Linked DNA regions of Mus musculus: regions 2, 3 and 4 are each linked to region 1. The links are chromatin contacts, called in public promoter capture Hi-C maps. All regions are on one chromosome and are shown on one strand. Each heading gives the region's core, a stretch centred on a gene start, on an enhancer-like site or on the middle of the called end of the contact. The rest is flanking DNA. Distances are from core to core; before and after follow the strand shown. Region 1 holds the start of Crat (carnitine acetyltransferase). Region 2 holds the start of Ptges2 (prostaglandin E synthase 2). Region 3 holds the start of Aif1l (allograft inflammatory factor 1-like). Region 4 holds the start of Ass1 (argininosuccinate synthetase 1).

Region 1 (5,426 bases), core at 1,373-3,872:
AATAGTCCAGGGATTGCTGAAGTGGGGGCACAGGCAGCCTTGGCAGTGCATCTTGGTGGGCCTTGAAGCGACCAGAAACCTTCATCAAGGAGGAGGGCTTGAGGAGGCCCAGGGGTTTTACCTGTGGGATGCAGAACAGCCTACTCATTCTCTCAGACTGAAGCACAGCTCTTTCTAAACTACACTCCTAGGCCTTATATGCCATCCCCTGGAGGCAAAGACAGCTTCATGGGTGGGGCCTGCCCTAGATGCCCAGCCCTCAAGGTACAGGAGTACCGTCTCTCAGGGGCCTATATATGCAGGAAGGCTAGGAAAGGGTGGGGGTGTAGATGAGTCACATTATTGGGGTGGCAGAGGTAAGGGGACCTCCCACCTGTCAGGACGCACGAGAGAGATGGCAGCTGACTCTTTAAGCGAAGCCCCCCCATGTCTCACCCCCCCCCCCCCCGCTTCCAGCTTAAGAAATCGGAGAGAACTGGAAATGGGTAAGCTGGTGACAGCACCTCTGGGGGAGGCTTCAGCCTCTGTGCTTTCTCTCCACTGTGGGGCGGTGGTGAGGGGCGTGGGTAGTGCTGCAGCAAGAGCGCTGAGTGGCCTGGCATGGAGGATGAGAGGTGGCAGAGAGAGGCAGGAAGAGGGAGTCCCGGAGACTCTGGAGGTGGCAGAAAGCAAGACAGGAAGGGCCCAGGCTGCTGGCACAGTGGCAGGCAAGCGGCAGTAGCGCCATTCCATACCTTCTCTCTCTGCTGCTCGTCCTCCATGGCAGGACTGAGGATGTGAGCCCTGTCTGTCTGCCTGGGCTGGACCTCTAAGCCTAACTGTGCTACCAATTGGATGAGCAGAAACTAGCAAGAGCGGCCACCTGCCTGGACTGGAAAGAGAAGACAAGACTCACAATTCAGGCGTGAAGGGTGGTGAGGCAGTAGCCACTGGCGTGGTAGCATCTAAGGCTGGAGCAGTGGTAGCTGTGGGGCTGCAGATGCCGCTCTGCCTCTCGCTAGCCTCCAGAAGAGGAGGAGTAAGGCAGGTAAGTGGGCTGGAAGTAGGTACTGAGGTAAGAGGAGACTGGGAGCTCTCTCCTGTCTTCTTTAGATGGGCCCAGTGCCAGGGAGGCAAGCCAAGAGAGGTATTAAAAAATCCACCTGTCAAAATCTTCATAGATCTTTTTGATGTGGGAAAACTTGGCTGGAGGGTGGAAACAGGCTGGCCGCTAACCTGTGGCCCTGAAATCAGCCCTGCTTGGGAATGGTGCAAGACAGGAGATGCCAGGGAAGGGCCACTAGTGGACAACCAACGATTGCCACACACCTGCCCAGCTGTTTCCCTTCCAGACCTCAGGGCCTTGGTGGCCACCCCTCTTTTGGTGGTTTGTTTGTTTTTTCTAAATGAGTTCTGGATCATCCAGGTTGGGATCAATAGTGGGGGAAATACACTTTTGTGCTTCTGCTGTGAGTAATAAGCCAAAAGACCCCATTTGGGCTCAGTTTATTAGCACAACCATGGGATTTGATTGTCTCCTTGTTTCAGTCTCCCTAGCATTAAAATGCTTATGCAGTAAGGTGGTCCCAGAGGGTGACGGAAGGCGGGACGACTTGGAGGAGGGTCTCAGGTGCTGCCAGGACTCTTAGTAGAATCTCAGTCTTAGCTGCCAACCCAGTGTCTGACAGGGCAGTCCAGTTCACAGCTGGATAGACAGCCTGAATCAGAGAGGACAGGAGCTCACCATTAGGATAGCTGCTTTAGATAAGGATGGTGAGGGGCAGCCTGCCACCTCCTGCCTCCTCCTGCCTGTTTGGGGGATTTTCAGTACTAGTCTCCACCTGAGGTTCTCTTAGCAATATGCAATGGGGAGGGTGGGCATCTGATGAACTCAAGGAGACTGGGTAGGCTTGGAGAAGTGGCTCTAGTCGGGCAGAAGCATAGCCTAGGGCTGAGCTCTCTAACCAGTAGCCCCGACAGGTGTCTGAGTCCGAATAACTGGGAGCATTAGGGAGGAGTGGAGTGGAAAGGTACAAAAGACTTGAACCTAGGTTTCTCAGTCTTCTTCTGGGATCGAACCCACCCCTTACCTGGTCTCCTTTATCCACCTTGCAGATCGCACCCTACCAGCCGGTCTGGGGTTTTCTTGACCGTTGCTGGAGGCCCGCCCGTCTTGTCCCGTCCATGGCCCTGCTGGGCGAACTCACCACGGTTCTGGCAGCAAAGGCTAACATCGTCCCAGTCTGTTTGCGGACACTTGGTCCGCTCCGCCCCTCGCGCTGGGTAAAGACTGCGCCACTGCTGGGGTGCTGGGGTCAGTGGGTTCGCGGCTCCGGTTCTAGGTTCAAGGTCGCCGAGTCACTGCCGCTAGCCAGTAGAGGCGGCCCCGCGGCCACCGGGCCCGGCGGGCTGCCGGTGGGGCAGGACTCACGGGGCGGAGCTTTGGTGGCTCGCAGTCCCCGGCCGCTCGCCCCGATCTCGGGGTGGGCCCAAGCCGGGGAGTGGCCGCAGAGGGCGGGGCTTGCGGAGACGGACCTCTAGCTCAGCTGTTAGCAGCCCGGCGCTGGGCTCCCGTCACGGGGTCACAACGGTAGGCGCTGTCCCGCTCGTGCTCTCCGCCTCCGAAAGCCACCTTAGCTGTCGAGGCGGTCACGTGCGTTCAAGTCTGACTGGTGTCCTTGAACGTCACTCTAGGAATGGCAGGAGAACACAACTGTTGACTGGGGACTGTCTCAGATTGCTTGGGTGGAGGCATGCACAAAGAAGATGACAGGTGGCCTTGCTCCGCAAGAATACTGCTGCCATACCTATTCCCTCCATCACCCCTCACCAAAACAAACAAACAAACAAACAAACAAGCAAACAGAACCCGACGCCCCGCACAAACATGGCTGCCAGCGCCGCAGTTGGCTTGCAGGCGGCAGCCGTTAGTGCGCATGCTCCTCGGCGCCCCGCACCAAGATGGCCGCTGCCTCGGTCGGCGCGGCCGCCGCGAGACGGCCGTTGGTGGGCATGCTCCCTGAGTGCCTCGCACCGGCATGGCTGCCGCCTTCGCGCGAGTGACTGTAATTCTCGGCTTCCGGTCCTAGCCAGTCAGCGCTCATTTCCCTGCTGGAAGCTTGGCGGAGCCGGGGAGAGCTGCGGGGTGAACATTGAGAGGGACCGGCGAGCATCCGCTCCGGCTCCTCACGGAGAAGATGGCCGAGGGCGAGCGGCAGCCGCCGCCAGGTAGGGCGGTTGGAGGGCCCGGGCGTGCGGGTGGGAAAGGGGTGTGGCTCGGGGGGTCTCCCGAGTCTGAGGAGCTCTGGGGACGGAGGAGGCAGGGCTGACGGCCTGGGCTGCAGGCGGGTGGCGGTGAGGGCGACCCGGCCAGGGCGGGCGGGCAGAGCGCGGTCAGGGGAAAGGCTCTGGACCTGGGGGCAGAGTTGCCTGGGGTCGGGGCGAGAGGGATCCAGGAGGCTGCGTTCTTTATGAGACTCCGCTCGGGTGGACCTGGGCCTCGCTCGGACGCCAGGCTCCTTCATGCATGTCCTGCCCACCCTGCATGTCTTCCCTCCCTCCGTCCCTCCTTCCGTCCTGCAGGCTTGGCTCTGGGGGTTTCAGTATCTGCAGAGTTAATTGAGAGAAACTGCCCACGGTGTCTAAACCACTAATTTTAAGAGGCTGTTTGTACAAAATGAGAGGGTTGGTGGCATCGTCGTCTGTAACTTTTATTTACACTGTGGCCTCGTTGTGGTCCATCTCAAGTAACTAGGGCAGAGACAGAGGCCAGATGCTCCAGTAGAGACCCCCTTTCCTGGAGGAGGAGAAAGCAGTTTGCTGACTCCGTGTAGTTAAGAAGGACTGGAAAATTCTTACAGAGTGGCTAGGTTGGCTAAACTCAGCTCGTACTTTGATAGTGTTTGATGTACCTTCCACCACACTTCCTTTTTTGTGGTCCCAAAGAAAGTCTCAGGAGGAAGAAAATTTGAAAATCAAAAGAAGCACCATTTTTGTGGCGCCCCCCCCCTAAATATATGAACACGTGGAATTCAAAACCAGACATTTATTTTAAGTTATACAAAATCTCTATGAATGTGTCGTTTTTGTTTGTTTTGTTTTTGTTTTTCGAGACAGGGTTTCTCTGTGAAGCTCTGGCTGTCCTGGAACTCACTCTGTAGACCAGGCTGGCCTCGAACTCAGAAATCCACCTGCCTCTGCCTCCCATGTGCTGGGAGTGCGCCACCACTGCCTGGCCTTATGGATGTGTCTTAATCGACTTTAGTGTTGACATCAAGACATAGATAGTAGCTAGCACTCGGGAGGCAGAGGCAGGTGGATTTCTGAGTTTGAGGCCAGCCTGGTCTACAGAGTGAGTTCCAGGACAGCCAGGGCTATACAGAGAAACCCTGTCTCCACAAAAAAAAAAAAAAAAAGAGTAGCTATCAGGCAGGCAGACTCCTTTTGAAATGAGTGTCTCTGAAGATGAATAGGGAAGGGACATTGGGGACCAGAACCTATGTACTAGAGGGAAAAAACAAACAACCAAACAACCTTAGGAAGGTTGTGGACATTTTTGAGTTACACAGACTATATGGCAAGTCACCATATGTGTCCTTTAGTAGACGGAAATTGAGCCACCCGGGGCTCAGTAAGAGTGCCTGCTGCCAAGTCTGGCAGCCTAAGTTCCATCCTGGGAACCCACGCGTGGGAGAATGGAACTGACTTGAATGTTGTCCTCTGACCTCCACTCACATGCTGTGTGTGGCACACACACACACATACATACATAATTTTAAAATAATTTAAAATGAGGTTTATCAAACTTTCCTCATGGAGTTGTGGTCTGATGTGAGCAGAGTGTTTGGGTGTGGTGAGTACTCACTGGATGCAAACATGTCACATCTGTCACATATGGGAGGTGATAAATCCAGCACACTGGGGTGTGTGTGTGGGGGGTCGTTTGTTTGGTTTTTTGAGACAGGTATGGATGTGTATCTCCAAATCCCCTGGCTCTTTCCATTTTCCTCCTGACATCTCCAGACAGGCTCTGTTCTCTGCACTTGCTACATATCCAGAACTTGTTTAGGACTAGAACTCACTGTACAGACCACACTGGCTCAGAAATCCACCTGTCTCTGCCTCTTGAGTGCTGGGATTAAAGGCCTGCACTGCTGTATCCAGCTTGTGCTTTTGATACAAGGTCACTGGGCCTGGCTAAAAATCACCTTAATAGCCAAGAATGACTTTGTGTGTCCGATCCTCTTGTTCCCCCCGTCCCCCTTCCAAGAGCTCGGGTCACATATGTGGGTCACCATGCTTAGCTGTTTTGTTTTGAGGCAGGGTCTCACTCTGTGCCCAAGGCTGGCTAGAGTTGGGGGTCCTTCTGCCTCCACCCACCTAGTGCTGGGCTGTAGTGATGCTACCGAGCTCCTGCTCAGCGCCAGCTTCTGGGCTACTTTTGGGTT
Region 2 (5,426 bases), core at 1,251-3,750, 2.0 Mb after region 1:
TCAGATGCATAGAACCACATAAAAGCCAGCGGTGGTACCATGTACCTCTGTGGCCCCAGTGTTCCTGTGGTGAGATGGGAGGGAAAGAGAGGATAAACCTCAGAAGCCCCCGGGCATGCCAGCCTGGCATAGGCAACAAAGAGGAGACCTTCTCAAACAGGGTGGTAGGTGAGGACTGACTCCAAGGTCATCCCCTGACCTCCACTGATCTAAGTGTGCAAGCCCTCACATCCTCACATATAACCACTCCCCTGGTACCACCTCAAACATACACATTTGTACACAAGCAAAAATAAAATAAGCAATCTGCTCTGTACCCAAGTGTAGTGGTTCACACTTGTGATCCCAGCACTCAGGAGGCTGAGGGAAGAAGATTGTCAGGAGATGGAGGGCCAACCTGGGCTACATAGCAAAGTCTAACACAACAGTAGAATAAGACTGGTAGGATTACATTGTGGATTACAGTGTAAGGCCTTATTCTTGTGCACGCTGGACTCGACCAGCAAGAACGACGCTGCAACAGGATCCTTCTGCACACGTTTATTGGGAGAGCTTGATTGCAGAGGCGAAAAGACCCCAAGCCCAGAACTGGTGCTGCTTATATAGGCCTAGGCGAGGCGTGTCTCACACCCGGATTGGTTATGCACTACGCCTCATTTGCATGTTCCTCATCTGATTGGCTACTCTCTCTCTCTCTCTCTGTACCTCACAGAGCCTCATTATCATACCTCATTTGCATGTCTCACATCTGATTGGTTATACTCTCAAAGCCTCATTATCATGCCTGGGCCAGGCAGTGTCTTTGCAAAAAACTTTACTGCATATGTACACCTTGGTTGTTTGTCCAAACTTATGCGTGGTGGCCAGCAGTAGTCAGTGCCACTCTGCAACGGCACATGTGGCTTCCCACACCTTATCTTTTAAAAAAAAAGAGAGAGAGAGAAAAGGCAAGGTGCTTGCTGTTCCTTACAGCTCTGGAGGGTCAGAGTTCGAGATGGAGACACCAACGGCCAGTTCCTCACAGTTGACACCCCGAAGGACGCCTACATTTCAGAAGACAGACAAGGGCAGACAGTCTGGTTTGTAACAGTGTACCCATTCCATTCTCTCTCTCTCTCTCTCTTTTTTTCTTCTTCTTTTTTTGAGACAGGGTTTCTCTGTTTACCCCTGGCTGTTCTGGAACTCACTCTGTAGACCAAGCTGGCCTCGAACTCAGAAATCCACCTGTCTCTGCCTCCCAAGTGCTGGGATTAAGGGCGTGCACCACCATGCCTGGCACCCATTCCATTCTTTTTTTTTTTTTTTTTTTTTTTTTCGAGACAGGGTTTCTCTATATAGCTCTGGCTGTCCTGGAACTCACTTTGTAGACCAGGCTGGCCTCGAACTCAGAAATCTGCCTGCCTCTGCCTCCCAAGTGCTGGGATTAAAGGCGTGTGCCACCACGCCCGGCACCCATTCCATTCTTGCAAACTGATCTAATCATTTCCTAAATGACTCAATTATTATTATGATCACTCCACTCCTTAGTTTCAGTTTATAGATTTTGAGGGCCACAGATATCCTAATGTGGTTACATTGGGGATAGTTTTCCCTGGCCACGAGGGAAAACCGTCCTTATTTGCTGGGTCCTTGGTTGAAGCACACTAGGATCAGAAGTCATAGGGAGACAGGAGACGTAGGTGAGGAGGGGAGGTGAACTTATCAGAAACCGAGAAGTGTGACAGGCAGTGGGGCCTCTCAGCCCAGGCTGCAGCGCCACCTTTCTGAAGTTTTGTTCAGTTTGGGGGCTTCAACAGCCTCATTTTCCCCAACAGTATAATAAGATTGGTAGGTACTGTTCTCTAGTACAGGTTTCAGGCATTTGTTCCAGGATGCCGTTCTGGCTAGCCCCAGGACTGTTCCGGGACAACTCCTGCCCTACTTAGAAGGCTGTGTTTGAGCTGGAATCCTCCGTGCCTTTTAAGCCCATTTTTCTCTTCCCAGCTAGGTTTTCACAGAAAAATACGTTGGGGCCACCTAGCCTTTTTCGCTCTCCTAGGCCTGCATGCGCAGGTTCCAGATGCGTCTGGGTATTGTGGGCTCTGGCGCTGCCAGGCCCGGGAGAAAGCGAAGGCGGTGGATCGTACCCAGATCAGACTCTGGAACAGCCATTCCCCTACAACTCCATACCCGCTCGCCAAGGAACCCCACCTCTCCCTCTCGATTCCACGCCCACTATAAGGCCCCGCCCTCTTTCGGCTTCGGGGCGGGGTCAAGTCAGGGCTGTCCGCGGAGAAGCCTAGGCAGTGGAGGTCGGGCGCTCCGTTAAGACAAGTAAATTCGCAAAGGCCTGGGGTGTCCTGGGAACCTTCGCTCATTCCCATTCAGGCCTGAGAGGTCTTCGGGCTGCCAAGCCGGCCACTTAGCGTGGGCCATTTCCGCGACACGTGGTTTCCAAGGCCCCCCGCTGGATTTGAGAAAAGTTTATGGTTCGCATCATAGCAGCAGAGTACAGCATTGCGGGAGGGCAGAGAGAGTCTGAGACAATGCAGCCACCCACTGGAGACCGCGTCGGACCTTTTCTGGGGAGTGAATGGGTCGGAAGACCAATGTTCTCCCTGCCATCGTAGATGCACGATGTGGAAACGCCCGACCACGAGTTACAGGTCATCATTGTACCCTCAGAAGACAGCGACGCCAAGCCACTTCCTAAGCCCCTGGGGTGTGCTTCTGCCTCTCAGACAGGCATGCGCTCTCAGATCCCTCAAGGACTCTGGTCCTACTTGGCGTCATCGTTACCCTAGGCAACACGCAGGCCCGGTACTGTCCCTTTAAGGAATCCTAGAGCCGCCCTGGTTGGGCCATTTTGGTTTTGCGCGCTCGCCCGCAGCGCCGGCAGAGCGAACATGGCCCAGGCGGCGCGCCTTTCGTGGGTGCTTGTCTCTAGCCGGTGCGCCCTGACTGAGGGGCTGCTCACACGACCCTGGCAGCCGCTCTCGGCACAGAGCCGGGCTGGCTTCACCAGGGTGGCTGCCGGAAGCCGGGGCGCCGCGGTCCGCAAGGGGAGCCCGCGGTTGCTGGGGGCGGCGGCGCTGGCCCTGGGCGGCGCGCTGGGGCTGTACCACACCGTGCGGTGGCACCAGCGTTCCCAGGACCTCCGCGCGGAGCGCTCGGCTGCGCAGGTAAGACTTGGCTGGCACGGACTGCTGACGGGGAGCCGGGATTAGCCCCGAACTGCTGAGAAGCCGCAGGGTCAGGAGAGGCCTCTTTCGCCCGCTTGTGACCTTGGGCGAGTGTCTTGGCCTTAAGAGTGCGAGGAGGGTGGTGCTATCGCCCACGACTTAGAGCTGTATGTATCGCATGCCATGGTCTGTATTGTGATTTAGGGGCGTGTGTGTGGCACCGGGAGTAATCTTTATGGAACGAGTGACCCTGACTTCAGACTCAGAACTGGAGGCGTGCTCCAGCCCACCGTGGCTCGGCAGCCCTGTAGACCTTTCATGAGTTGCAGTCTTTAGCCCTTCTCCGCCCTGCCTCCCATGCTCCTTTCCTGCACCCAGGAACTGGAACTGGCGCGGAGTCCCTGCGGTTCACTGCTCTCTTCTCTGCCCAACCGATTTCCATCTGAAGACTGAGGGGAGGGGGGCTGCAATTGTAGCAAGCTCACCTGAAGGCTTCCCTGCAGAGGAGCTAAATGCAGCCTCCTCCCTCTTCGTTTGGAGATCTGAGGTAGATCTCACTTCTGGCCAGTGCTGCCTGGCCAGTTGGTCAGCTCTGCCAGTTACTCAGAAAGAGTTGGAGAAGTTAGGGGTAAGGGGTGGGAGTGGAGGAGACCTTAAGGACTATTAAGCTGGAGGAAGACACACCCTAGGACTGTCTTCTGTCCCCTTTGGGACAGGAGAAAGATGAACTCGCTCGAAGGGGCGCAGGGACCCCCCCCCCCCCCCACACACACACAGTGTTAGAGCCTCCTGGCCCTGCGGTATACTTGTTGGGCACTTGCAGGTAGGCTGTCTGTCACTCTCTGAGCCCCTTGCCCACCTTTCCTCACTCTCTTTTCAGGGTCACCTTAGAGGACTTCCTGAAGAAAGGTTTGCCTGAGGCGGGTGTGGAGCAAGAGTTCTGGGACCCCAGGTGTTACAAGCCCCATTGTTTTTCTCTTCCCCCAGCTGCCCCTGTCGAACAGCCTGCAGCTGACCCTGTACCAGTACAAGACATGTCCCTTCTGCAGCAAAGTCCGTGCCTTCCTCGACTTCCACTCCCTGCCCTATCAGGTGGTGGAGGTGAATCCCGTGAGAAGGACTGAGATCAAATTCTCCTCCTACAGGAAAGTGCCCATCTTGGTGGCCCAGGAAGGAGACAGCTTGGTGAGCTTTGGGGATCTCATGCCTCCTTTCTGTCCCCAGTGATCTAGGAGTCACCCTAAATCTGATCTTGCTTTATACTCTAATAGAACTTGTGATTCCTGGGTTTCCACGGTGAGCAGGGAGAAGAGCTGGGTGGAAAATGGTTCAGAAGTGTGGGGTGGGCGGTGCAAGCCTGCAGTCCGTTGTTCTGGTAACCCTTGAGTCTGATGCTAGTCTGGGCAGCATGGCAGGTTTCAGGCACAGCAACAACTCTAAAATACATTTAGTGCCTTTTCCTTCCCTGTTGGCTGAGTCTTGGGGATGCACTGAAGATGAACAAACTGTGTTTGTAGTTGGGGTCTGAGGTGTGGCTCGGCCACTCAGTAGCTGTCTAAATACAGATTTTTATTGCCGTGATGAAATGCCATGACCAAAAGCAAGTTGGAGAGGAAAGGGTTTAGCTTACACTTCCAATTCAAAAGCATTGAGGGCAGAAATTCATGCAGGGTAGGAACCCAGAGGCAGGAACTGCTGCAGAGGCCACGGAGGAGTGCTGCTTTCTGGCTTGCTCCCTGTGGCTTGCCCAGCCTGCTTTCTTATAGAACCCAGGACCCCAGCCCAGGGATGGCACCACCCACAATGGGCTGGGCCCGCCTCCATCAATCTCTAACTAAGAAAATGACTACAGCCTGATCTTCCGGAGTCTTTTTCTCAGCTGAAGTTCCCTCCTTTCAGATAACTGTGGCGTGTGTCAGTTGACAGGAGGCTAGCCGGCATACCAGTCCTGTGCTGTTTTTACCTCTCTGGGCTGCTGTTCTGTTTTGTTTTGGATAGAGTCTTGTTATGTTGCCTAAGGTGGCCTAGAACTCAGAATCCTCGTGTCTCTTGCGTGCTGGGGTTATGTGTGAGCATACGCTGCCATGCTCAGTGTTGGGTTTGTTTGTACATTTGCTTTGGTTTTTTTGAGACAGAGGCTCATTGTGTGCTCCTTGTTCTGAAACTCCATGTGATTTTTGAGACAGGGTCCCTGGCTGATCTGGAACCATCCATGTAGATCAGAGTGGCCTTGAACTCACAGAGTCCCTGTCCCTCCTTAGTGCT
Region 3 (5,426 bases), core at 743-3,242, 1.5 Mb after region 1:
AGCTCTAAAGTCAAAATCTGGGGCAGGATCCGGCACTTCTCTGGCCTTAACCCAGTTTCTCCACTGATGGATGGCCAACCTCTACCCACTTGAGCCATGATGTACAGCAAAGCGTGGTCCCAGCATCTCTAGTGGGCGGAGACCAGGCTTCCTAGGAAACAAGTCTCAGGCCTGCCAAGTGACTCATGCGGTATGGTCATGCCTGGTGTATGCAGAGCCACTCAGAAGGTCCAGAGGTGGGGCTGCACATGACGGAGGGGAATGCTAGCAGCAGCTGAACATCTGTCTAACTCAGCAGCCAGCTGAGCAGTAGAACTTGGGATGGCCCCTGTCCTATCCCACTGAACAGCCAGGAACAGCTGTGGAGCAGTCTTCTCTGAGGAGAAAACATTCCTTCCGGTAGGGGGGCTCCTCAGGCAGAGAGGTAAACAGCCCAAAACAAGAGCTTCAAGAGCTCCCTGAAACTGAGCGGATTCCCCAGGCCCCTTCCTGCCGGCCTCAGCAGAACCCAGCTGCAAGAAGACTCTTAGACAAGTAGAGTTGCCTGCTGGTTAGACTAACTGATGCCCCGGGAAAGGAGACTCTCCATCCAACCTGTCACACTGTCTGTAGACCATGCGGCGGGCTCCAGGTTCCCAGTTTTGTGAGCTGTCATCCATGCTAGGGGGTGGACTTTGGCAACACAGCTGTCTGTGAGTCATTTCTGTTTCTGTAAGTTAACTCTTCACCCATATTCTTGTAAATAACCCTAATAAAGCTTACTGGGTCACCAAGCTGGACTTGGGTGATATCTGTAATTGGATCTCTCGTGGGTTCCTAAACTGGGGTGAGTAAACGTGTGTGTTGTATCTCCTCAGGAAAAGTTGGTCACACAACAACAGCTAACCCAGCTAGCTGGGACCATGGGCAGCCTGTGACCAGAGCAATAGGGCCCTGTTCTGAGTCCAGTTCCTGCCCGAGCTTTCAGAGGGAACACGACCATGCAGGCTTTGAACTCCCAAGCCCTTGTGGGCCTACCTTCTACAGTGCAGTCCCTGCTCCTGTTTCTCCTATTCTGCTGCTTAGGGAGCTTGTGTCAAGTGCCCAGCTTCAGATGAATGAATGAATGCATAGTGGGAGGAACCTAAGAGCAGGAGCCCTGCCTCGCAAGCATCTTTCCTCCCATTAGCCCCATAGCATTCTATCTGGACCACTGGACTCCCCTGTGTGAGCTTGGCTACCCGTCCCCACAGTCAGCTGGTCCCAGGATCCCAATCTAAGGAGTGTAGACTTGAAATAAGTCAGGGGAACAGGGATTCCTGGATCCCATGGTTAGGGCAATCCTGATCTGTGCCTGTGTCCACAATGTAACAATGGAGGGAGACCCTGTCTCTAGAAAGGGTCTCTAGTCTGTTCAGGTTGGACACTGGAATTCATGATCTCTTTCTTTACAAGTTCCTAGTTCTTGCATGCCCACCCTGGCTTCTCCTCAAGTCACAGGCTGCTTCTTTACCACCCTAGAGGACTCGTGTCCCAGCTTCAGCTTCCAGACTTTTCTATCTAGTAGGCATACCGGTACTACTTTGTAGTTAGGGGAAATGACACACAAAGACCAAGTGTCAGGTACACCGTATTTGCACCAACACACGTATTTATCTAAAATATCGGTGTTATCGTGGCACTGCCGGGCAAAGGTGACAGTGAGGTGACAGCCTCTATTGGCACTTGATCTTCACAACCAGCTCTGCAAAGTTCTTAGTGAGATGTGATATTGTCTCTTCTGGTGATGGGGAAAGAGGGCGTTCCCATCTTGCATTTTCCGCGTCCTCCAGCAGAGGGGCGGCGGCGGGCTAAGCGTCCGGCTAAACAGCGGGCTTTGATGCCCCGGGTGCGCGCGGCAGCGGGGAGGGGGGCAGGAGGCGGGCCGCCGGAGGGGCGGGGTGTGTCCGGCCGCGAGGTCCCTCCGCCCCTGGGTCCCGTCGCCACACGCTGCCGAAGGTCTGGACCAGACGACTTTTCCTCCCTGTTGTCCCTGGCCTTGTCCGGAGTCGGGCTCATACCATGTCGGTCGCACTCAGCAACAGGTTCCAAGGTAGGCGCCTGCTGTCCCCGCGCTATCCCGCGCCGGACGTCCCTGGGTCGCCACCTGTGTGCGCTGTGCGGCGCGCGCGGGAACTCGGAGGGGGCGCGTGGCCCGGTTGGTACCCTAGCTTCCCCGCCGACTCTTTGTCTCCCGCAGGAGGGAAGGCGTTCGGTTTGCTCAAAGCCCGGCAGGAGAAGAGGCTCGAGGAGATCAATCGGGTAAGCCGCGTCACTGTGTGGGACAGCGTGTGGGTCCCATGTGCCGCACTGTGCCACCCCTTCCCCCCAGACAAAATCAGCCCCTTCCTCCCCTACCCCTGGCCTTCTGCAATTGCATCCCTGGCCCCTGCTGTGTGGCCTCCAACTCCAGGTAAGTCCATTCCACCCCTTAGTTCTCTGCCTGGCGTCTCCAGTTGCAAGTTGTAACTCTCGACCAGGGAGGTGGGGCGGGTGAGGGAGCCGGCTGGGGACCACCTAAGGGGTTTGGCGCCAGGAGAGACCCCAGGGCCAGTGCTGTCTCCATAGACCCGCAGAACTTAACACTAGGAGCTGGCTAATGCTGGCATTTCCTTGTTGCCTCCCACCTCCAACTCTAACACACAGCTCTTTGCACCAGCTTTTAGAAAAGTTGCCCAAGGGACTGTTTTTTTCTTCTATGCTGGTCCTGGTCCTGGGGAAGTTCTAGAAAGAAATCCTTCCGCTGCTGCCAGAGACACAATAGCAGCTCCGTACGTTTGCTACTGAGCGTGTAGATCCCAGGAGATAAGAAACGGTGTCAGGGCCTCCTGGATTGGCAAAGCACAGAGGTGGCACAGCCTGAGGCTTTAGGGTTCCCAGGATCTGTGTTCAGATGTGACTGGTGTCTCAGTAAGAGCTTCTCGCTTCCTGCAGGGTCACTTTGTGGGCTCAGGAAAGTAAGGAGCCTACATCTTCTGGGGTCCAGCGCTAGGGAGACAGCCCGCGAAGTTAGTTTCTCTCTCTCTCTCTCTCTCTCTCTCTCTCTCTCTCTCTCTCTCTCTCTCTTTCTCTCTCTCTCTTTTCCTCTACAGTGGAGACTGAACTTAAGATTTTCTCCATGCTAGACACTCTACCCTAGAGTTATTAGTACATTGGGGCTGAGGTATGCCAATTGATATAAGGGGAGGCATTTCTTCTTATTTGCCCCTTTGGTCCCTGGACACCCAGAGTGACAAACTCCAGGCCCCTGTCGAGGAGCTAGCTGGTAGGGTTAGCACACTAGAGGTAACTGGAGGTCGTTGGAGATGCCAGGGCTGTGGTCCTGTTGAAGTGTTTCGACCTAATTCCTTTATTTCCATGGACTGTCTAGACCCAGATAGGTGTCTCTTCCCGTCCACCAGCTCCAGGAGTCCCTGTAGGGCTCTGGGGCCTCTTACTAGGACCCTTCCCTTTTCCCTTGGGGCTTGTCATAGAGCATGGTCTTGGGGGACCCGTGTGCATATAGCTGGGCTCAGATCCCAGGCCTGATGGACTTCTCCAAGACGCCTCAGTGCTACCCCAGCCTTGGCTGCTTTTGCTTTCTGGACAGGAACCTGGGACCCTGACCTCATACAGCCCCCGGGGCCATTTTGTTAGGAAGGTTCTGAGCTAGCTGGCTCCACCCACAGCCAATGGGACCCTAAGCCAGAGACAGCTGGATATGGACATTAATTAGATGACCTTAGTAGAAGAGTCAGAAGAGTGGAGATTTGGGGCTTTCTGTTCTTGGGGACGTACGCAGGTGAAGGCTTGGGATGAGAGCTGTTGGAACAGGTGGCTCAAAAAGGGGCGTGGCAGTACTGATGCTGCAGAAAGTGGGCTAGGGGGAGCTGTGATCTAACCACTGCAGGTCTTCAAACACCCAGAGAGGGCAAGCAGCTGAGCCAAGGCCACACGGGAGCCACTGCTGCAGCTTGCTCTTTTCTGTGCTGTGGATGCTGTTTTGAGATCTTCCACGTGAGCTTGAGCTGCCATTGGGCCGGAGTATAATCCAGAGCGTAGGTCCCTAGGGGAGTAAGCTGGACCATGCAGCTGCTCCCGCATCACAGCAGGCCATGGTGACTACACTGGCATTAGAGCCAGGAGGCAGGCAGCCAAGCACTGGCTCTGTGAGTTCCATCGACCTGCTTCCTTCACCCCTCTGAGCCTCCTTTGCCAGCAAGAGATAATAGTAGTGATTTTTTTTTAAAAGCCAGACGCTGTGTGTGAAACGCACAGAGTTGGCGGCTGTCATGAGCATCGTCATTTGTTTGTGTGAGGGTTTCAGGTATAGGGAGTAGGCGTGGAGGTGTGCCAGGGACATACCAGCTGGGCATGCCCCTTTGGAGGACGGTAGACTCAGAGTGGCTCCACTTGAAGGTCCCAGCCTGGTTGACCCATGGCCATGGCTGTAATGACAGATCCAATTGTCTTCCATCGGAGTACACCTTCTCTGCCCTACCTGGTGTGTGAATTCTAGGGTGATGGGCTAGGCTGGGCTGAGCAGTGCCTGCTGTCCCCATAGAGGCAGGAAACCATACAGGACATGACTTTGTGACTCACTGCATGGGGGTTTTGTGACCAGCCACCTGTTGTGCCCATGAGCATGGAAACCACCGGCTGCTGTCTGGCCCAGCTCTGGGAAGACTTTCTGGACCAATACTCCAATTCTCCTTGGGGCTTTCCCTCTCCTGTGAGGAGGCTGTTTGTGAGCAGCAAGGTCGCTTAATCTTAGCCATTGCTATCATAAGAGAGACAAAGTTGAATCCTCTGGTGGAGCTGGAGGACCCTGAGGGGGAAAGGAGGCAGGAGGGCTGCACATACTACAGCTTTTTAGGGGTTCATTCTAGTTTCTTCTTTATAAATTGTTTTTTAAAAATCCCATTATGCTATTCATGTATACGTGTGTGTGTGTGTGTGTGTGTGTGTGTGTGTGTGTGTGTGTGACACAACACAGGCTGTATGTGAAGGTATGTTTGCAGGAACTGGTTTCCCCCTTCTATCGTGGGTCCCAGGGACTGAACTCAGATCAGCAGGTTTAGCAGGCAGGTCCCTTAACCTCTTAAGCCATCTCAAGAGCCCCATTTTGGTTTCTACGATTATTTTCTGGCCCCTTGTGGGTGCTGGTTCTGCACCAGGCATGCTGAATGCTCCCCGTTAACATTGTGGGGTGTAAGTACTGTTATTCCCATTTCACAGACTAGCCGGCTCAGGGAAGTTGAGTTAATTGCCTGAGGTTAAACAGCCACAATTTACCCAGAGGTGGTGGTGAATGCTTGTCATCAAAGCAGCGTAGGAGGCTTGAGCAGGAGAGGTTGTGAGTTCCAAGGCCTGCCTGGGCTACAGAGGGAAACCTTGAATCAAACCAAACAAGACGAGGAGCCAGCCAC
Region 4 (5,426 bases), core at 1,196-3,695, 1.1 Mb after region 1:
GGCTGTTTCTGTTATTTTATGGAAATGCCAAGGACATGAACAAGTTAGCCAAACGGTCATTTCCTAAATTTCAAGACTCACTGTAAAGCTACTAGAATCAAGACATCGTAGAAGCAGCATGGTAAGAGATAAATAACATGACAGAACACAGGCGCAAGAAACAGACCCACACTAACACAGTCCTTTAGAGCAGTCGTAGGGGCAGTGATGAGTCACCAACTCCCCGTTTCTTTTATTTGTCCCTTAGGGGTTCACATGTGTCCCTGGTGCCCATGTGGGTGTCAAAGGACAACTTAAAGAAATGGGTTGGTCCTTAGCCTTGGTAACAAGGGCCTTCACCTGTTGAGCCATCTTGCTGGCCCATCCAAGACCTTTAAGAAGGGTGTGTGTGACCTGTTCTGGTTTGTACTTTCTGGAAGCTTCTGACCTCCTTATAGAGGAAGGGCCAGGGGACAAACTGGTTATGCAGGGAAATGAGAATGGAAATTGGAGCAAGAAAAGTCCTGTGGTCTGAGTAAACCAAAGATGTGGAGAGTGCGGGGGAGGTGAGGCTGCTCAGAAGCCAAGAGTTCAAGGCCAGCCTGGTCTACATAGCTCTTCTAGGCTAGCCAGGGATATATAGGAAAGTTGTTCTGTTTTGCTTTTTTAAATCGCTAACCTAGATTCTTAAGGAGCCCTGACCTTGTCGTAGGAAGGGGGAAAGGTGAAGTCAAAGGTCATGGTGACTCATTTCCAGGGGCAAACCCTCTTGGGTCATGTTCCACCCAATCCAGAAGTAGTTTGCAGAGTGAGGATGGGTGGGACTCAGTGTCCACCGTGAAGGTGGAGGAATGCAGAGAACATAGCTGGTCCAGGAGTCAGCTGGGCCCCTGCACTTCACCTCCACCTCTGGGGGCTCATAAGTCAACTGCTGGCAGTACTGGCCCCTCTATCCCCCTGCCTATGTGTCAGTCCTCTGGGCTGGAGTCATTTCTGTAGTAGGGGGTAAAGGTTCCCCCTGTTCGTGATTCCTGCCTGAACCAGTTCAGTTCAAACCTGAGTTAGAGCAGAGGCTTTTGGGCTTCGGGGCCCAAATTCTGCTATGCTCTGGGCATGCTGTGTGGCCTTGGGAAAGATGCACCCTCTCTCTGTGCATATATTTCATAAAGGTAAGATGGAAAGCTTCTGGGCCAGCCCTAAGAAGCCGAGTCAGCAAATGGGGACCAATGGCCTCAAAGTGGCTCAAAAGTTGCTGGCATGTTCTTTTCATTGACCTCACTAGTCTCCTGTCTGTGAGGAAGGTCCAGAGCTGGTCCAGTGACGCCCGAAGGTCAGCTGTTCTAGTGTCACTTAGCAGAGAGATGCCTCAGGCTGTCCCCTGGACGTCCGTCCCCACCTGGCTCTCTGGAGTTTCTAACCAGCATGGGCTACGTTTAGCTTGGAGGACAGGGCCAGGAGCACAAAAGAATCCTGCAGCTAAAGTTTGTAAATGTGTCTGGCACCTTCTCCCTCCTAGAAGCCCCCACAGCTGCTGTTTCTGACCTTGAACAAAAATCAGGAGACCGAGTAAGGGGCTTGGCTGGACCCCAGAGGGCACCCAGAGTCTCAGGGCAAGGCAGTAGTAAGGAAAGCTGGGTAAAACATGGGCATGGAGCCGTCTGAGGCTTGGAATCTAGGCCTGCCTGGGGGATATGATCTTGCCGTAATCCTGGGTGTTGAGGTTCACTGGGGCAGGGGCTGTCCTGTGTGTTGCAGGGCTCAGGCCAGGCTGGGAAGCCTCTGGCACGGCTTTCTGGCTCATGTGGGCCACAACCCCCGGGTTCACTTTACAAGCCAGCAGCTTCACCTCTGTGAACCTCAACCTTCCCCATCTTCTGATGGCTCAGCAGACAGCCAGGCTTTGATTCACCATTTACTGGGAGCCCACGGCGATCTGGGCAGGTGCCAGGCCAGGACGTTAAAATGGCATCCCCAGCCATCCTTGGCCAACTCGTTTGCATTTTCTTGTGAACCCTTAGCTCTGGCTTGTGGGCTAGCATCAGGGAAAGCAAGAGCCTCTGAGGGGCAGATGCTTCAGTCTTTAAATCGAGTGGGGCTACACAGCCTCTGAACCTAAGCAATTTGCATCTTCACTCCCGCCTTGCAGCGCTTTCAAGGGTTCTTGCAAGACAGCTGCGATCAGCCTTGCTAGTCACGCGGGTTCCAACCTCTGCCGCCCTCCCAGGCGCCACCAGCGGGTCAGGATCAGGGGACCTAAATTGCAAGAGCCCACGCCCGTGCGCCCCCGGGAGGTGGTGCGGGCGCCAAGGGAAGAGGGAGGGGCCAGCGGGAGAGAGCGCGGGGCCACGCCCACCCGCAGGTGGCCTCGAGCCCTGAGAGGCTCGGAGCGGGGGCCGGGCCCGAGGGCGGGGCCTTTCTCGCGCCCGTCCCCACGTGTCCCAGGTTCCTGCCCCCCCCAGGCCCTGTGCTTATAACCCTGGATGCGCGCCTCTCTCAGCCCTGCTCCGCCGTCTGCCACTGCCGCCTGGGCTCACTGGTAAGAAGTTCCGGGCCCTTCTTGGTCCCCACTCTCTATCCAGGGTCTCATGACCAAGGAATCCCAGAGGGAGCGAGCAGCTGCAGGGGGTGGGCTCAGGGCAGCCCCCGAGTGACCGCGCAGTTAGTGGAAGGAAGGAGGCTGATGTCCGGGGCGCTGTGACGCACACGTTCCTCCTGCCTAGGGAACCCATGTAGGAGAACGGGTCCCAAGGTCTCCGGAGCAGGAGGACTATGGAGGTCCCCCTCTGGTTTTTCACGATCCTCTGTGTGCTGCGAAGGCTCCAAGTAGAGTCCCGGAGAGTCCAGAGGGTTGGGGGCTTCCGAATCCCTCTCCCTGGATCAGATTCGCCGATCTATGTTCAGGCTTGTTTCTCAAAGTAAGCAAAAGGTCCAGCCCCTCTTTGCCCTTAGGGGCTTGGGCGTGTGCCTTTCTCCTGAGTGTGACAGTACCCTGCTCTGGTGGACACGCGAACCCTGCCTACCCGTCCCGGGTCCTTCCTAGGCTGTGACTGGTTTCTCTTCTCCGTAGGGTGCAATGCCAGGCTCAGTCTGGGTGGGGCTTCTAGACAGGTTTCCTGCTAGCTGGCTGGCTCTTTGGGAGGAGCCCCTTCGCAGGAAATGTCTGTTTCTGGCTTGTTAACGGCTTGGGCCCTTCTCTGGAAGGCAGGCTAACCGAGAAATCGAGGGAAATCTTCTCCAGGAGAACTAACCGCGCTCTCAGTATTCCCCTCTGTGAAGTGGGTCTGTCAGGCTGTCTGCAAGTGCAGCTGGCAGGAGCAGACCTGCCCTTTCCCCAGGGGTAGAGTAGGAAAACCCTTCCTTTGATCCCTCGCTTTGCGGCTCCTCCACCTGGCAGGTGACCCCTGACGTCAGCCTCCCAGCTCCAGGGCTGCCAGCCTTGTGCCTGGACTCAGAACTCTTGCTGTCCAAGAGTTCAAGTTCAGTGAGCTGTTTTGAGAACTGTGGCCAGGGTCTGCCCACTTGCTCACTGGGTCTGGGATGAAGACCTGAAAAGACAGGGTCCCGTCCCCCCCCCCCCCCCGCAACCCTCCCCAGCCACCTACTCCCCCACTCCTCCACCCCCTCCCCCGCCCCAGACAAGGCTTTCAGAAGGAAGAAGACAGTGGAGAAACCTAAGAGCTGGGCTGGGCAGAGACTGGAATAGCCTCCATTTCAAACTCCCCCTACCCTCTCCCCCTCCCACCATAAACCAGCCAAGTCTGGGAGCATTGGAAGGGCCTCAGGGCTGCCCAAGGAATTCTGACTTTACCCAGTGCCCATGGAGTCCATAAATGAAGGGCAACTTCTGTCCACTACCCACCTCCTCCACGCACATAGTAGGACAGAACAGCTCTTAGCACCCTTGGTCAAGTGTGCCCCTCACCCCAGCTGCCTGCCTGCTCTGAGCTGAGGAAGTCAGACACTCCAGGAGCCTTGGGGTGGAGCCACGCCCCGGCCCACCTGCTGCATTTTCTCAGGGCCCATCTCATTGACCTTGGACGCCCCTAGGTCAGCCAGATCCCTCCACCAGGCTGTGAACACACTGCTTCTGGAGTGAGTGCCTTCCTTGCGGGCAGCCCTGCAGGAAGAGATACCTTGCTGAACTCTGGGTCTGAGGCATCGGTTTTCACTGAAGGTTTTGGGCAGAGTTCACTTCCCAGGACCTGGCTCCCTGTTCTTTTGAGGCTGGTTCCTCCCTAGACCTGGAAAATGGCTGGGCACCCAGAGCCTCAGTTGGTAGCATTAATGAGTGGACTGGTGTGTTCTTCTAGTGTTACTGGAGCTGTTAGCATCAGAGCACGGGCTCTGGCTGTCCCTGAAAAGCTGTGCTCTGCTAGCTTCCCCCCTCCCACCCCTTAGCCCAGTTAAAGAGACAGGTAAAAGGCAGATGAAGGACATGTAGTCTGTATAGCTACACCAGGAAGAGGAACAGAGGACACTACCCCAAGCCCACCTTTGGCATCCTGACACGAGGTTTAGGTTTTAACAAGGCAAGCGCCACCAGGAATTGCTCAAGAATGCAATCCCGTTCAAGGTGTGGCCCGGCCATCATTATCTTAGCTAAGTGGTCAGAACTGTGTGACATCGGCTCTTGGTTTGTTTGCTTATTTATTTTTGAGACAAGGTCTCACTATGTGGTCCTGGCTGGTCTGGAACCAGGCTGGCCCCAAACCCACAGAGATCTCCCTGCCTCTGCCATCCAAGTGCCGAGATTAAAGGTGTGCACTACCATGTCTGGCCTCTTGGGAGAAACGTTCCTTCCCTCAGTCTCCCCAGAGCTCCAGGTTTTTCCTTCCCCAGCTTGGGAAGTTCCTGGGAATTCCGTTGTTTCAGTAGTCAAAGGGACTACACGTGTCTTCAGGCCTTCCAGAACAGCTACACTAGATAAAGGTTTGAGTCTCTCACCAGAAATTGGTAAAACCCGCTTAGTCTCCCTCCTTGCCTCCTTCGGGCATGAAGATCAGAAACCCGTCAATCAAATATAAACAGGCTAGATCCAGTAGGAGGATGGTGCGCCTCCTGCTGTTCAATATTGGTATTGCAGTCTAGTTTTATCAGACATGAAACTGCAGAAGGGAACTGAGAGTCATCTCAGGGGTCTTCTGGGCCAGGTCTGGTCAGGGTTTTAAAAGAACAGTAGTAACAGACCAATTAGAACTGAGTAATCATGACAGCAGATAGAGCCGGGGTGGAGGAACAACCCAGGTAGCTGTCTGTAGTCTGGTGACTCGTCACCAAGACAGGAAGCAAAGGGCAAAAAACCCCTAAGAACCAGGGAGTGACTGTAGTCAGCCTGGGCTCATGTTAGTTAGCAAGGTAGGTGACACTCTCTGTGGCATCAGCCAAAGCCAACAGGCCAGTGAAACACCTAACCGCCCAGCCAAAGTACTCCCCAGGCCCAAAGAGGC

Evidence for each region. Promoter capture Hi-C pulls out the DNA fragments that hold promoters and counts their contacts. Capture Hi-C pulls out chosen DNA fragments and counts their contacts.
Region 2: a contact with region 1 is called in a promoter capture Hi-C map of adipose tissue, with 3 times the contacts expected there. The contact joins the promoter of Ptges2 here to the promoter of Crat in region 1. A contact is called at or near these places in 1 of 39 promoter capture datasets (liver) and 2 of 9 other capture datasets (adipose tissue and liver).
Region 3: a contact with region 1 is called in a promoter capture Hi-C map of liver, with 3 times the contacts expected there. The contact joins the promoter of Aif1l here to the promoter of Crat in region 1. A contact is called at or near these places in 1 of 39 promoter capture datasets (liver) and 1 of 115 datasets of contacts at active chromatin or transcription factors (astrocytes).
Region 4: a contact with region 1 is called in a promoter capture Hi-C map of liver, with 2.4 times the contacts expected there. The contact joins the promoter of Ass1 here to the promoter of Crat in region 1. A contact is called at or near these places in 2 of 39 promoter capture datasets (both in liver), 2 of 484 Hi-C or Micro-C datasets (B cells and liver) and 1 of 9 other capture datasets (liver).

What each region holds. Positions count from the first base shown.
Region 1 is chr2:30,413,126-30,418,551 of GRCm38.p6, forward strand. Crat (carnitine acetyltransferase) reads right to left here and starts at 2,623. Exons shown (of 14, transcript NM_007760.3): 1 at 2,187-2,623; 2 at 1-121. The coding sequence starts at 2,213. It overlaps Ptpa (protein phosphatase 2 protein activator), which reads left to right and starts at 2,925. Exons shown (of 10, transcript NM_138748.5): 1 at 2,925-3,207. The coding sequence starts at 3,177.
Region 2 is chr2:32,393,390-32,398,815 of GRCm38.p6, forward strand. Ptges2 (prostaglandin E synthase 2) reads left to right here and starts at 2,501. Exons shown (of 7, transcript NM_133783.2): 1 at 2,501-3,161; 2 at 4,149-4,346. The coding sequence starts at 2,886.
Region 3 is chr2:31,948,311-31,953,736 of GRCm38.p6, forward strand. It overlaps Aif1l (allograft inflammatory factor 1-like), which reads left to right and starts at 1,993. Exons shown (of 6, transcript NM_145144.1): 1 at 1,993-2,071; 2 at 2,219-2,280. The coding sequence starts at 2,041. Lamc3 (laminin gamma 3) reads left to right here. Exons shown (of 28, transcript NM_011836.4): 28 at 1-773.
Region 4 is chr2:31,467,825-31,473,250 of GRCm38.p6, forward strand. Ass1 (argininosuccinate synthetase 1) reads left to right here and starts at 2,446. Exons shown (of 16, transcript NM_007494.3): 1 at 2,446-2,515.